Regions from separate parts of the Anas platyrhynchos genome. Here region 2 is linked to region 1. A link is a contact called in public Hi-C data. All regions are on one chromosome and are shown on one strand. The core of a region is the stretch at or near the end of the contact, and the rest is flanking DNA. Distances in the headings are between cores, read along the strand shown. Region 1 overlaps PRKCE (protein kinase C epsilon). Region 2 overlaps PRKCE (protein kinase C epsilon).

Region 1 (7,507 bases), core at 1,888-4,387:
GAACTGTTGCCAGCTATGGTCCTACAGATTTCAGCACAGATCTGCGTGCTGGCTCTGCGAGAGTGCTGCACAGGGTGAGCTGGAGGTGATGTGGTCTGACAGATACTCTGCCTTCAGTGACACATTCTCCTTTCTGCAGGTATTTTTCCAGGTGTTCCTCTTCTGCAGCTGTCTCACAGCACTGCTAGCCTGGAGGAGGATCAAAGATACAGTTTCAAATAGAAGATTTGCACTGTTTGAGCATGTCTTTGAAGGAGGGGAGGGTCTTCATATGGTCTTTGAGATTGAATTGATTTTATGCTTAATGATCACTTGCCTGTTTTTAGGAGAGAACACACCCAACAGAAGTCTGTTTAAAAAGAGAGGTACTGCTCAAGCTAAGCTGGGAGAAACTGTTTTGTGATTTCATATTCTTTTAACAATCTGAACCTGCCTACTGACAAAAGCAGAAATCTCCTTTCTTATTTTTTCTACTACTGCTACACACAGTGAACACTCAGCCTTGCTAAGTTTGTGGTTGCAGACTTCCTCACTCTGCCCCCCACCCTGTTGTCAACCTCACACTTACACCCAATTTGCAGAGTCTGCATAATATATGGAGAAGAATTTAGTTTTTCATTTTTTAACAGTCCTACTCATTTCACTGTTTACTTGTCATGTAAACGTGTAAAGTAATGTGTTTAAAACCATTGCAGAAGGGCAAACAGCTATTTTTCAGAAAGGGAATTAAGAACCACTGATGTGAAATTTGGGCTATGTTTCAGCAATTTCTTTCTTTGCGTTTCTTCTTTTCCTTCCTCAGGCTTGCCATCTGCACTCTCACTGGGGGCCAAGATTTGGTAACGTGTGAAGTAGGGTAAGACAGCTGAAAAATTGTTCTAGGAAAAATTGCTGCTAAAAGTGCTCTGCATTTGAATGGTAACTGCTGAAAAGGAAGCGTTTATGACTTAGTGACTTTATCGTGATTTCTGCTGGTATTTTCACATGCTTTAAGTTTACTTACAGGTAGATTCTGTTACTATTAGAGAAATATTTCCACTTCTAAGATTTACAATTATAAATCAAATATATTTCCTTTTCGCAGTTTCAGAAACTCCTTAATAGACATGGCTGAATAAACTGGACTCAGCCTTTTAAACATTCTTCATACTGCCTTTTTAGCCTGGGTTTGAAGAAGCGCGTAGATGGACTTTTTCTTCCCCAGGAGGACAGCATGAGCCAAACCATGCTGTAGAGCAATTCCTCTCTCTTCTTTTTGGCAACTACACAGAATGGCTTACGGTATGTGGAGTCTGGTGCAATTCCATTGGAATTCACTAGAGTTGCACTGATTTATACCTGGTGTGAATCTTGTCTTTCCAAAATATTACTGATGCAACAAAAATGCAGAGTTGAAAAGTCATTAACTAAGAAGCAACAATGGTCTTTCCTTTGATTTGCAGTAAGTTACTGGATCATTGTTGTCACTAACTTCAATTTTCATTATCACCTGGACAAAAAAAGAATACTTTCAAGAGTATCAAAACGAAAACACTGATTAAAATACCTTATTCAGCAGTTTCTCATGTGATATCCCTGAAACTGCTGTGACTACTATGGAAGCAGCCAGTGTATCTATCTCAAATTGATAGGCTCCAAACGTGAAGTATCCGGTTCCTGGAAGAGATGTTGTTAGTATTCCTGTGGGCAGCACTTCCCTGTGTTATTTCAAGAACCAGTTTTTCAGCAGTGGCTTAAGAGGGATGGTAGCTTGAAATTCTTTTTTGTGATTGGATCATAGATGGGATTCAGTTATACTAGCGATACCTGTGCCATCTTTTGTAGGAAAAAAAATCTTACTCATGGCATCCAGGCCTTATTTTATGTGATAGAGATGTAAAATTTGTGTTGTTTTTAGAGCATGAATCTTCTCATTGAGATGGTGCATCTCTTTTTCCTGCGAACATCCAGGCAGTCCATACTCTTGTAGATTAGAAAGATTGCCATGCCTAAGAAGGAAGTCACCAAGTAACAAATTTTTCAGTTGTATGTGATGTGATTCACTTCCTGCTTTAGACCTTAGTTCTGTGTTCTTAGGCAGCTGAAGCTTCATACCCAAGGTCTGTTTTTGTACAGCATTCAAACCAATTCCTGTACATACAGTCCGAGGACTGTAAAAGAGATTGTACCATATCTGGTTGCAGTTGCCTACAGAATGAATGTCACTACATCAGTACAGGGCTGCTCGTTACCTTTATTTGACACCCTGCTTCATACAGTCTTTATTTTTGCGTTTACTATGGGGAGAGAATGGGAAGTGAGGGACAAGTGAGAATGGGTAGTGGGGGAATCTGTTGGAGAGAAATGCATTTGTAAAAGAGCAAATACTGTTTATGGTAACAGCTTTAGGTCCTGAAGGTTAATGGACTGCCTTCCTCGGAGTTGTGCAATCACTCTGTGGTATGAATACATGCTATGTAGTGCTAAAAGCAAGGATCTGCTTTATTATCGTGCGACACTTCTATTATCAGCAGCTAGATAAATTAGATCTAATTGTGTGACTTCTAGGATTCTGTGTGCTGTGAGTTAAATTTGCTGTAACAGCCAGTGTAGTTCATTGTAAGTTCACTATGTTACTGAATATTTATGAATGAATATTTTTGCGTTTTACAATGACATTTAGCAATACGTTACAGCTAGAGCCAAATAAAATAAAACCTTCTTACAGAAACAGCAGACTTTGGGGAAAATATCTCATCAGTTTTTTGCTTATCCTTGACAGATAGTTTGGGGACCTGATCGGGAATTTTATAGATGACTTGTTTGTGAATCTGGCATAAAATCCTAGCCTTGCTGAAGTTAGCAAGTGCTTTACTACTGAGTCCAGCAGTGGTAAGACTTGAGTACTTGCTTCTACTGTTCTGTCCACTCCTTCGTGCCTGAAGCGTGGTGAGGTGCAGGGATGCAGACAGGGAGTGGATGTCTTCACCTCTCAGCTCAAGGAGTGACTGCAAGAAAGGATTTACAGAGCTGGGCCATCTGTAGAGAATAACTTATTTCCTTACCCTCCTCTCTCCCCTCTGCTTCCTTAACTCTCCCTCCCACCTCCCACGCACGCTGTCTCTCACTCTCTATCTCTGGGATTTTCTGTAGACAGCAGGGAAGGAAAACCTGGGAGGGAAGGTTGCTGGTTATTAGCTCAGGCAAGTTCTGCCTTAAATGTTTACTTTTGCTGAAGGAAGGAAGGAAGACTGTTTGGATTTGCTTGATCTTTTAAGGGTCTGGACAATATTTGCATTTTCTTCTCCATATCAATACAATAAAGCCCAGTACAGAGGTGTTTTAAACTTGACCCTGAAGTGCAGTGGTTCCATCCCTGCTCTGACCAGTCTGTCTTAGCTCTGTACGATAACATTGTTTTCTTTGTGACCAAGTTGATCCAAGTGACTTACTCGCCTGTAATTCCTTCTGATGTGCTTGGAAGCTCTTGTTTTGGGCTTGAAGTACTTCTGATAATTCTTTTCTGATGAATTCTCTGAAGTCCAGCTTACTGACACTCTGACCTCACAGGTTCTGTCTGCCCCTTTTTGTTGGTGCAATAAATTGTTTTAATTTGCTGCAAAATGTTTTTGCTGAGATTTTGATATTTATAATGGCTGTTTTCAGGCTAAGGTACAAATGAATAGCATATGGCTATTGTGAGAATAAAATATTAATTTTGGCAAATTCAGTCCATTCACAGTGGGTGTTCTTAGCCTTTAAAACAAAATTATCACATATTTGGCACAACTATCAAGTGCCTGGGTTTTGACTCTAAGCCTTAATCACCAAACGAAGAGAGCAATGTATTATTAACGTATTATGAAGACACAGTAGCTATGACTGTGTGAGCTGACAGTGGGTGTTCTACATGGTTGCCACATGTTGGAAAAGACAACAGGTTGCAAGGTTAGGGCAGTATGTAACAACTAATATACCAAATTGGAGTGGTCTGAGTGATGTGTTTGGATCAAGTGTGCCAAAACAATTAATTTGGATGCAAAACCTAAACATTCTGCAAGTATCTGGCCGTGTCTAGTGTTTGATATCATCCAGAATATTCAAAAGTCTCTTGGTCTGTTGTTATCGTTGCATCTCAGGGAAGAAGAAAATAGATTTATCCATTGAAAAACAGCAGAAGAGTATTGATTGCTTAATTAGAGACCCACTGATTATAAATGCCTGCATAGCACAGCATCTGATGGGCAGTGCTGTATGACAGCAGCGTAGGCAGTGTCACTTACGGCTTCATTGTGCTAAGTGCTGACAGCTCCTGCAGAATCCTCTCCTTGGGAAATGAGGAAAGTCAGTATTACATGGGAGTGCATTTGAGCTTTTTTTATCTGCATGGATACTTCCAAGTCACCTTCATTAATTTCTGAACACCTCACCCCTTGTCTGACTGCAGTCCGGAATGACATTCACATTTCAGGTTACATATTGTGGCCCAGTGGTGTTACTGATGATGATTCTCAACTTCAAGAGCATTAACAAAGCATGGTCTCATAAAGCATGTCATTGCTTCTGCGCTTCACTGGAGGATGATCTCCTGTAGCACCACTGGCTGATGGAAAACACAGGGCTGGACACAAGGCCATTTTCCTTCCAGTTGTGGCATATTAGTGTGGTCTTTAAATCACATCTGTTTAAAGATATTACATGTCCAATGATAGGATTGATTTTATTTCTGTTGAAAGAGGTATCAAAATGGGGACTGATACAGATGGCACCAGCGCTGTTGTTAGGGAGCTGCCTAGTGCTGTCAGCTATGGATTCATGAGCTGTCTTTGGCATTAGTATTTAAAAACTCTGGAGCCATTCTTATAGGATTTGGGGATCTTTTAACGGTGCCAGGGTGTTTGGGATGGAGCAGTAAATGCTCCATCCAAGTAAATCTTCATAAGATATGAACATTTTTCATTCACCTTAAACCCAGTTTCAGGAAAAGTTTAATATTTTCTAATAATACTTGGGAACATGCTGATACATGTACAGTATTTTTAAATTCAAATTTTAAGACAGTAAAATACCTCTGTGTGTGTGTGTGTGCATTTGAGCTTGTGTGGACAGACATTGGGTTGGAGGCAGAATGCCCAAAGAGAGGACAAATTTCAGTTACCCTGCAAGTAATTCCTGCTCCCTGTCTGTATGGCTGTGTGGAGGCAGTAGAACAGTATTACTGGCTCCACAAGAAGAGTATTTTGTGTGTGTGTGTGTATCTCATATGCCAAGCAAGGGGAAACCAGAGAAGGGGAAAGGGAAAAGCTCATTATAAAACAAGATTTTGATTATAGGTTAGTTTTTTCTAGAAGCCAGCATACCACTACTAGCACATATGTTAAGCTGTAACTCTAAGGTATTTTGATGATATGCAAAATGCCTTCCAAAACCTTTAAGTAAGCATTTATGAGATCAAACCAGATAACTGTTACTAAACAGCATTTTTCATTTTTCTCCAGCACTGTTAAAAGGATTTGTTAGGTTTTCACTTATTTCAAGGCCTTGTTCAAGAATGGAAATGTAGTACCTAGGAACTGTACATTTAATACTAGGTATTGGAGGAATAGTTTTGTATCATGCTTCATACAAATGAGTCAAAATGGCTTAATGAGATTACCTGCAAAGTAGAATAATAAACTGTGAACAGAACTGAAATGTGTATTTGCTTCTTGTTCTAAAATAGCTTGATTTCAGGAGTCAGGGTTGATCTGCTATTGCAAGCCAGTGTTTATATTTGAAACAAGAGTGTAAGCCTTCATTAAACTGTAGGACATGTCAGCATCACAGCAGAGCAGAAGTAGATCTCTTGAGGAAGATGCTGTAGAACTGGGATTAGTATTGTCATATGTCCCCTTGCATGGAATTGATCTTCCAGATGTAGTGCCTATTGTTCCTTGGCTTCCAGATTGTAAGTAATGGTCATTGATGAACTCAGGTTCCCACAGGAATTCAAGTCAATGTAACCTTGAACTTGATTCTGCCAACTCCTGGGTCAGCAATCCCAGCACCCTCTGTCCGGTGGCTCAGTCTGTTCAGAGCGCTGAGCATTTCTGTCATTCTTTGCACATTTCTGTCTGCCTTCGGTATGTGGCTGTACCCTACTCCTTCTGAAAATTTCAGAGGCCAAGGTTAAGCATATGCATTAACAGGATGACTGGCATCTGGCTATTTCTTTTTAACTGTTCACAATGGAAAATTCATTTTCATTTTTAAGCTGTAGATTTTTTTTCCTTTAAAGAGACTGTACTTTTTTTTTTCTTTGAGTGATGATTTCAAAGGGTTTCTATGCTAGCTCTTTTCTTATTTGAACGTTTTTGCTAAGGCTTCTATACAAATTTCCCAAAATGTTGCCTGGGAATTGAGTTGAAGAATTTAGAAACACGTCTTCATGAGTTTTGGTTCACATGCATATAGACATTTGATCTTTTTGAAAAACTGAAAGGTTTTCCCTTTCAGGGAAATTTATTTATTTATTTTTAAATAATTCAGTTATTGATTTTTAAATAATCAGGATGCTCTTTCCAGGCCTATTGTCATAGTGACCCATCCTCTGACCATGAGAGCTGGAACTGGAGCCCTCTTTAATTCGGAGCTTCTTTAATACTGCTCTAAGCTCCTGCTTAATGTCACAGGAGGTTGTTTGAGTAAATTGAGATGCTCTCTCCCACAGGATTTAAATGTGCTGTTTCCATTGCCACATCCTGCTGATACAGTGGTAAAGGATTAAATTGAAGATCTAATTTGAGATGGGCCTAATTATAAGCCTAGCAGCCTTAAAAGCATATATTGCATTTATTATTCATTTAGTGTATTTTTTAGGTTCTGTAGTCTCTATTTCTAGCTTAATGTGTAAGTTGGCTAAGTTATATGTATTATCAACTCTTTGGTGTTTTTTGTTTTTGTTGTTCGTTTGTGCTTGTTGTTGTTTTTTTTCCACTCCTGTGAACAATAAAACTTGGGTTAGATTTTTTTTTTTTTTTAAATTTAATTTTACAGAAAATGCAACTTTCAGCAAACATGAAAAATACTGCAGTTTCCACTCGGTATGTTTTCTACACTTGGAAAAAACACAATATTGCCATCTAGTGGGAGTGAAGATGTTGACCTGTCATGCTCCTCCCTCTAGATTACTGTTATCAAACTGTTCTCTCGGAGTCATGACACGTTTCCATTTAATCAACAGTGGTTCTTCTCTTTCCCCAAACTCTGGGGACAATCTCAACGTTTTATTGCTGACGTTACGCTTCCATATGTTACTGAATAATCAGAAATGTTTTGCAGGTAAAAGAGGCAAATGCAGCTCTTTATATTTTCTAAAGTAAACCACTGAAGGACAAGGTCGTGATTCTATGCTACAGTTTGTTTAAGTCATGTTACTGCCGGTGTCTCTGGAACATATAGATGAACTAAAGCATTTGAACTTGCTGATTTTCTGATACCTGTAAGTTTTGTTAGGAAAATGTCTTTTTCTCTGTCAAGCCTTTGTGCA
Region 2 (7,507 bases), core at 2,040-4,539, 55 kb before region 1:
TGGCTTTCACAGGATGAGGAAAATGCACATGGCCTAAACCAACGTAAGACTAAGACTGGGCACATCACAGTCAGTTTGTTCTGTTTAATAAGAGGGCTAATTCCTTCATTTCACTCTTGGCATTTAAGCTAGATATTTTTCTAGTACTCTTCCTCAACTTTATAGCAAGCAAATTAAAAGCAGCTATCACAGGAGCTCATTCCTCCTTGCCTAAAATATTAATTGCAACCTAAGAAACACTTCTGGAGACTAAAAAGCATTTTTATGCCATTCTGAGGGCGTCCCTTCAAGGAGTCCCAAAAGCTGGAATAGGGAACCATGTACTTGTTGGGTATATTCAATGTAGTTGCATTGCTGCCCCTTTTTACCTTCAGAATGATGCAACAGTTCTTTCAGGATTGGACTGTCACTATTTAAATAGCTTTGAGAAAAAACTCGTATGCTGAGAACAGCTCTTGTCAATATATTAATAGCTTTAATGCATTCAGTATCGTATAATACTGCATGCATTTTTGGAAGGAAAATTCAGTATTTGTTTTATAATATCTGCACCAGGCCCAAGGTTATGTGACTTATCCCGTAACATATTTCTAGGTTCTTGTCAGAAGTCCAAAATGAAAAAAGGGCTTGTAGAGAAATAATGTTTTGGTTCTTTTTTTTCCCCCTAAAATTAAACTATTCCTCTCTTTAGCCAGCTTACCTACTTTGATTATTCTTTACCATTGTGCACATCCCTGTATGTTTTCTAAGAGATGAGTTTTTTAGGAAAATACTGGGTATTTTTCTCACTGTTAAGCCTGTGCTATATACTGATGCCATGGTTACAGTGGAAACACTAATGATAAACAAGTACAAAGCTTGAAATCATGATAGCGTCTATTGTGTTAGGACGAGTAAGATAAATGTGCAAAATTCTGGTTTCTTTTGTCTGCAGAGTATTCAGCAGTTGCAAAAATGATTTTTAACCTTACGGTATGTGTACTCCCTGAACATATATATGCAGAAAGATGGAAGTTCTGGCCTAACACAGTTGTTCATATTTTACCAGATGGAAGCTTTTAAACAAAATACAGGGATTTTTTAATTTTTTTTTTTAAAGGAAGATCAATAATAATAATAAAAAAATGTTTTGGTTTCTAAAAAAGGTATAGTGACAATTAAAAAGATGGCTGCTTTTCCAGTGGTGCATCAATACAGACATATCACAGTCAAAGTGTCAGTTTTGCAGATCTTTTAGTAATGGCTACACTGCAGTTTTAAAGAGAGCTTTGGATTACAGATGCTTTTGTAAACCAATGAAACATTATACAGAATGGCACAAGGCATTTTCAAGAGGATGTTGGTGAGCTTACATTTTGGTAAATGTGAAATGCAGAACGATAAGCAACCTGAAAGTTCTCACTGAAAAAGAAGCCTAGCTTAACTTGCAAGCTTTAGCTATATCTTTTGGGTTTGGTGATTCACGTAATAACGAAGCATGTCTTTATCTGGTTTTCTTACATTTGGCGTATGTAAATGTTGCAGCTGAGTTGGTGATAGAGCTACGCTTTTATCAGTAGAATTTAAATCGGGAAGGAAAATTCCTTTAACATTTAGCCTTGTGGTTATACTTTTGTGAATTAGAACGATCGATGTTTATGTGTTTGGATGATTGGTAATATGGGTTCTGAGTTCATGTCCACTTTTCAGAGTTGACGATAGATGAAATCAGTGTAACTGGACCAATGCCAAGGACTCCATCTAAGGGTCTTAGCCATTAGCCTGACTGTGCACGAGAAAACCTATTGAGTCGTCCTAAGAAATCCTTCTGTAGGCTGAGTAGCAGAACTTACTGAATCAGTCGGAACATCACAACATTTATCAAGAAAAGCCTTTATTTCCACTGAAAATATTTTACAGCTATATTTAGGTTAATGAAACAAGTTTAGTTTTCTGCTGTCTTAAAGAAATCCCTAATGCTGTCAGGAAAGAATTAAAACACAGATTTCAGTGATATTTTCTTTGCCAGTCTTAAATGTCTGCCATTCTAGTTTTGTTTTCGTTCAGTGCTGATTCTTAAGATCTTTTCAAACGTACTTTAAAAAACATTCTTTCATATTTCCATTTTATTAATGTGAAGTTAGTCATACAGCTGTGCCACTTGCATACAGCAAGCTTATTATGAATTAATTTTACATCTCAATAACAATTTGATGACGAGTTAGGGGAAATGAAACGGGGAAAATGCACAGCTTTACATACTCATTGAGCTGTTGAGGTACGTGTTTTTGCATCATGCTTACAGCATACCATTGATGAAATTTTCCTGTTGGAGATACCGTGTCCCGGGTCTCCAAGCTGCAGCCCTTAAGGTTAGGCACCCAGGATAATGCAGCACTGAATGTGGTGGTGCTGACCTCTCGTCAGAGGTGTTTGTCGAAAGGAGCAGATGCAAGGCAGAATATAGACGACAGCTCCTGCCTTTGAAATGGCTGGCAATAACAGTAACAAGCATGCCATGCATTAGAAAATCCAAAAGCACCTTAGGAAAATGTCAGTATTTTTTCTTCTGTTTCAGGAATTGAGAAGGAGGGCAGTAGCAGGGGAAGGATTAAAACACGCTTGAGTGCTCAGTCCTGTGAGCTGTCCATTTACTCGGGAAATAAACCATCTCCTTCCAGCTCCTCCTGTCTGAATTAACTGGGAAGACTGGTTAAGGGCTTATAAGAGTGTGTTTGGGGGGGTTGTTTGTTTGCTTAATAGCCTTCTGCCTTTTCTTTTGCTGAAGCGGCACCCATTTTCGTCAGTACTTGATCTGCTATAGCTGGGGGGCAGAGAGCAGAGTGGTGATATTTTGTCTCAGGTCAGCCAGCATGTGAACCTCTGCTTGCTCCTTACACTGTTGAAGGTTGTTGTTGGGCTAACAGAGTGTGACTGTTGCGTATTTTCATTTTTATTTTCATCTACCAGCTGAAGTCATCTGTGCTGATGGTGTTGAAAGGCCTAGGATGCAGCTTGTGAAAGCTTTACATCTCATCTAAACTGCAGTTTGTGAGCTGCTGAAAAGCGTTGTTATCAGAAGAGTATTTGTTGAAATGGAAGGGAAATTGCTGTCCCATTTGATGGATTTCTGTGTTACAAGGCTGTCACTGGGCAAGGTATATGTTAGGCCTGGGGGGTGAGCATGGGAGTTAGCAGGGAGCGGCAGGGCTTTGCAGGGACTCGTGTAATTGTGAGGGTGGGTGGTTGAGAAGAGGAGATGGGAGATTTTGGAAAGCACTTTGCACAGGGAGGGGCTTCCTCGCCTTCTCCCCCGGCCTGTCTCCCTCCTGTGCCTCCTCTTTTCCCTCTCTGCTGGGGATATGGTACAGTCGCCACGCAGCTCACCCACTCCCTCGTATCAATCCCTTTCTGCAGCTGCACAAGGCTACTCCTACTCCCTGCTAGAAATGTTCTCTCCTAGCAGCAGCTCCTGCTCACCTGCAGTACTTCCCAGCCTGCTGAGGAGCCATAGAGAGGGAAAAAGCTGCCTCCGCAGCTACTGCTGCAGGGAGAGGGAAAGGGCAACGTGGGGAAATGGAGAGATGAAGCAAAGAGAAAAACCTGGAGGAAGATTATGAATAGTTGCTGCTGCCCCACATCCTCCAGCTGCCCTTTTGGCAGCAGCAGAAAGCTGAACATGTAGAAGAGACTGGGATGAGCTGGCATAGGCAAATTGACTGGTTAGTTGATGGCCTTCTGTTGCTCACTGACCTGTATTTTTTCCTTTTTTTTTTTTAACTTGCTTTGCTCAGTGCGTAGCTTTCAGTCTCACTTAGGTCCTGAAAAAATTGCTCAGGGCATGGAAAGTGTGTAGTCAAACATGGCTTTCGCTTAGCGCTGAATTACTTGTAGGTCAGGATTTGACCCTACAACTGGACAGAACCTCCTCTTACTGCTGCTAATACCAGTGCTGGTACTGAGTTCCTGGTGGTGAGAGCACTTCTGCTAAGCTCTCTAGAAAGTGCCTGCAGAATGAAGCTGCCAGTAATGGAGTCCAATTCATAGGTATCAGTTCTAAGCTGGGCTTTTAGAAATGTCCAGATCTGATGACAACAATTCCTACGTCTTCTTTTTGAGCCAGTTCTCAGACAGTAGATATCACTACTGCAGCTCAGGCAGCTCCATAGACATTGTGCAGAACTTCATGGTTGTGAGCAAACCACTGAGCTCACTGGGTTCATTGGGTTCACTGCATTTCATGCAGGCGTGTGTTTAAATTCTTTCCTGAACTTGGGCCTGTGTTCCAAGGGAAAACCGAGAATAAATACCATTTAACAACATCCTTTACTTTCATTTTACCCTTACTGATTTATTATTCTTCTGCAAATCTTGCATATGCAAGCCTGGTTTCTGCTTTCCTCAGCCATCAAAACTAAATCTCTGCCTTCCCCATCCAGAGTTCTTTAAATACTGCTGAAATGAGGATTTAAGTTGGAATTGTAGGACTTGGCCTCTAAGTACAGTTAGTTTCCACTCCCTAATTAAACTTCCATCTAAACAAACTGGTTTGGGGTTTTCAGATTTTGAAGGGGTGTGTGTGTGAATTCATTTTATAAAATGTTGGAGGTGAGATCCTTTCTGCTTGGAACTGGATGCTTGAATACATTTCTGCTTTATCCAGTACTAGCTTAATCCCCTTTCTCTTACTCTAGTTACTAGACTGTAAGATAGAGAAATACATCTATTCTGTCCAGCTCATGGTAAGAGAGGTTTTGGAAATGACAGGGTATGCCGGTAATGGGAAGTCTGTGGTCAGAGAGGACTGAGAAGAGACTTTCCCTGCGTCGCGTCCACATGGAAAGGTAGGGCTGGAACTGTCTGGATATGGAATAAGATCAGAAGTCCAAAGACAGCTTGGAAAACAGCCAGTTTGGAGGGGGAAACAAACCAACCCTTTTGTCTCTTGCAAGAAGTTAGACTGAGTAAGATCTGAAGAGCGGGGTTATCTTACTCGCCCTTTTGAGTCATGCAAATTGAAGCAGTTACAGGGGATTCTACCAGCTGAGGGCAAAGCGGTCATTGCAGAAGGCTGACAAGAAGTTTCAACCTTGTGTTTTGTAAGCAACTGCTTTCCTGTTTGGCAGGCAGTCACTAGAAGATTTTAGATGCATATTCGGCAATATTAAGTATGAAACTGCAACTGTAAACCTCGTAAATAATTTTAGAGATTGGGTAACTTTAATGATAGTTATCTACTTTACACTATATTGTAGTAAAGCAAAATGCAAATGAATAGGATTTAAGAACATCTGCAACATTGTTACCTACTCTGATTGTTAGTCACAGTCAGTGGCTTGAATTGGTAGTAAAGATGATTTCTGAGTGTCCTTTTGCTTATATACCTCTATGAGTTAAAAAAAAAGTCATTGCTGTGATTTAACAGAAATTACAGAAACCAAAATCTCACATAAGTCTGAACAGCACAGCTGAAAAACCTAGTGATATTGGCACATTGCCATTAAATCTAACAGGAGTTTTAATGTTTATTTTATTGGAAGCAGCATTAGAGACATACTACATAGTTCTGTGAATTTCTTTTTTTTTTTTTTTTCCTCCCCCTGCTGAACTCTTTAGGGCTTGAATTGTTGAGGAAGAGAAGTAAAGAAAGACCATTGCTTTTGGAATTAAAAGAAGCAAAGTTTGATTCCATCAGAGGCTTGCAGGCAGCCATTTCTGCTTTATATCAGCTAACTTGAGTTGATTTAATTGTTACAGACAATAGGATCATTTTGGTTGTTTCTGGTGTCCTGCTGGGCAATTTCATCACAGGCAGGAACAAAAAGGCATAAATAATGGCTAGATGTTACCAAATAAATTTCATGTCTGTATTGTTTGAACAGCCAGCCCTCATCATACCTCTATATACAATTCCATTAAATGAAGCATAGGCAAACTTAAATTGTGTTTCCAACTTAGTATCTTTCAGTACTCAACAATATCAATACGTATCAGGCTTCTTATTGTGGGTGACAAGGATTCCTTGCACGCTTTAGAACCTTTCGTTTTTTAGGATGTTGGCCTTTTTGATAGGACTAAAAATATATTGCTTTGCCAAATGTTAGAAGTTAAAAGTATCTTTAGATAAATAGTGAAGGGGTAACAATGAAGCAGACACAGTGGTGGCAGAGACCTGAAGGGAAGATTGCTGCATATTCTGCAAAGGTGATGAGGAAATGCTTGTAATTACATTGCTTTGTTTCACGCATAGAAGCCAGCATGACATAGTGTTTTCTTCTTCCTTGTTTCTTTCAGTTTCATCATCTGTTCTGGCTTCATGCTGCTAATTCTCTGTCTTTCTTTATCTGTTCTGGATTCAAGATGGTCAAGAAATGATAGAATGACCTTTACAGGATTGCATAAAATTTTGTTGTTGGCAATGCTAGCAGGCTACATGAATGAAATACCCTGCTATAGATCTCTACAGAGGCCTATTGCAAATGTTGTCTTGCTGGGACTGTATTTACTCATAGTATAAGATTTTGTGGCATCTGTCAACTTCACTTTACTTCAAGGAGAAGTTGATCCACAGTCAATGAAAGCAATGAGTGAGAATGGTTTGGAAAAGGAAAGGCTCAATGTCATGTGCGCTGCATTCACTTTGTTCTTTCTTACGTGGTTCTAGTTGGATTTATTGAGATTTTTTTTCCTTTTTTTTTTTTTTTTTTTTCTTTCATCCTTGCCTTTTCATTCACTGTGACTCTGTATTGCCTTGGCACCTCCAGAGCATTTGAGCTCATGACCCACTTCTTTTCTCCTCAATCCACAGCTATCACCAAGTATTCATGTCCCAGCTGCCGGTATTAGTTTTTCCTTCATCTTTCTTGTTATTGCTTCCCTCTATATCTTTATTGCTTTTATTCCCATCACTCCATTGCTCCCTCTCCTTGTCACTCTGGTGGGCCAGTGAGCCCCTCATGTCAGTAGGACTTAGAAGCATCTTCAATGCCCAAAGCTCCCAGAGTTTTGCCTGGCGGTTCTCATCCCCAGCATATCCCCACTGAGCTTCTCAGCAAGCAGCAGGGAAGTAACCCAACAGACCAGTGGCTGTCTGAGCAGTTATCTTCAATCAGAAGTGATGCATTGAATTTCCAGTTAGTTACACTACAGAAGTGGTTGAAGAAAGAAATGTAGTATGGTAGCTTTGAGCTTCAAGCAAAATTCTCTGGTTTTAGTAGTCAGTGGGGTGTTGAGGGAAGATGATCAGACACTGGAAATTGGACTTTCCCAAGCAATGGAAACAGTGTTGCAAAATTTTAATTGGTACTGACTATTGGAATTTGCAGCATCTCCTAATCTCAGAAAATACCTGATATTGTTTATTATTATCATTATTAAACAAAATTATGGTTTCTGTCTTCAAAACGTTACAGTTCATGCACAAGTCAAGAGAAAGCAGGTTGAAATAGTAAGGCGATACTTAAATTGGTTCAGCTTTGCTTGGTGTCCCTAACTCAAAATCTCAAGGGGAGAGGCAATAGTGGAAATT

The links. Hi-C and Micro-C count contacts between places; a contact is called where the count stands out from the background.
Region 2: a Hi-C map of F1 follicle shows a contact between it and region 1, with 4 times the contacts expected there. The contact joins two enhancer-like sites. A contact is called at or near these places in 4 of 8 Hi-C or Micro-C datasets (F1 follicle, liver and skeletal muscle).

The regions. Positions count from the first base shown.
Region 1 is chr3:39,653,456-39,660,962 of IASCAAS_PekinDuck_T2T, reverse strand. All of the region lies in intron 1 of PRKCE (protein kinase C epsilon), which reads left to right. LOC110352696 (a long non-coding RNA gene) reads right to left here and starts at 223. Exons shown (of 3, transcript XR_011808188.1): 1 at 1-223. Within about 2 kb of position 3,137, at least 1 of the 8 cell types and tissues checked has an H3K27ac peak or open chromatin away from gene starts, as enhancers often do.
Region 2 is chr3:39,708,158-39,715,664 of IASCAAS_PekinDuck_T2T, reverse strand. The region is part of intron 1 of PRKCE (protein kinase C epsilon); the gene reads left to right. Among named protein-coding and RNA genes, the nearest start is that of PRKCE, 7.3 kb to the left of the region's middle. Within about 2 kb of position 3,289, at least 1 of the 8 cell types and tissues checked has an H3K27ac peak or open chromatin away from gene starts, as enhancers often do.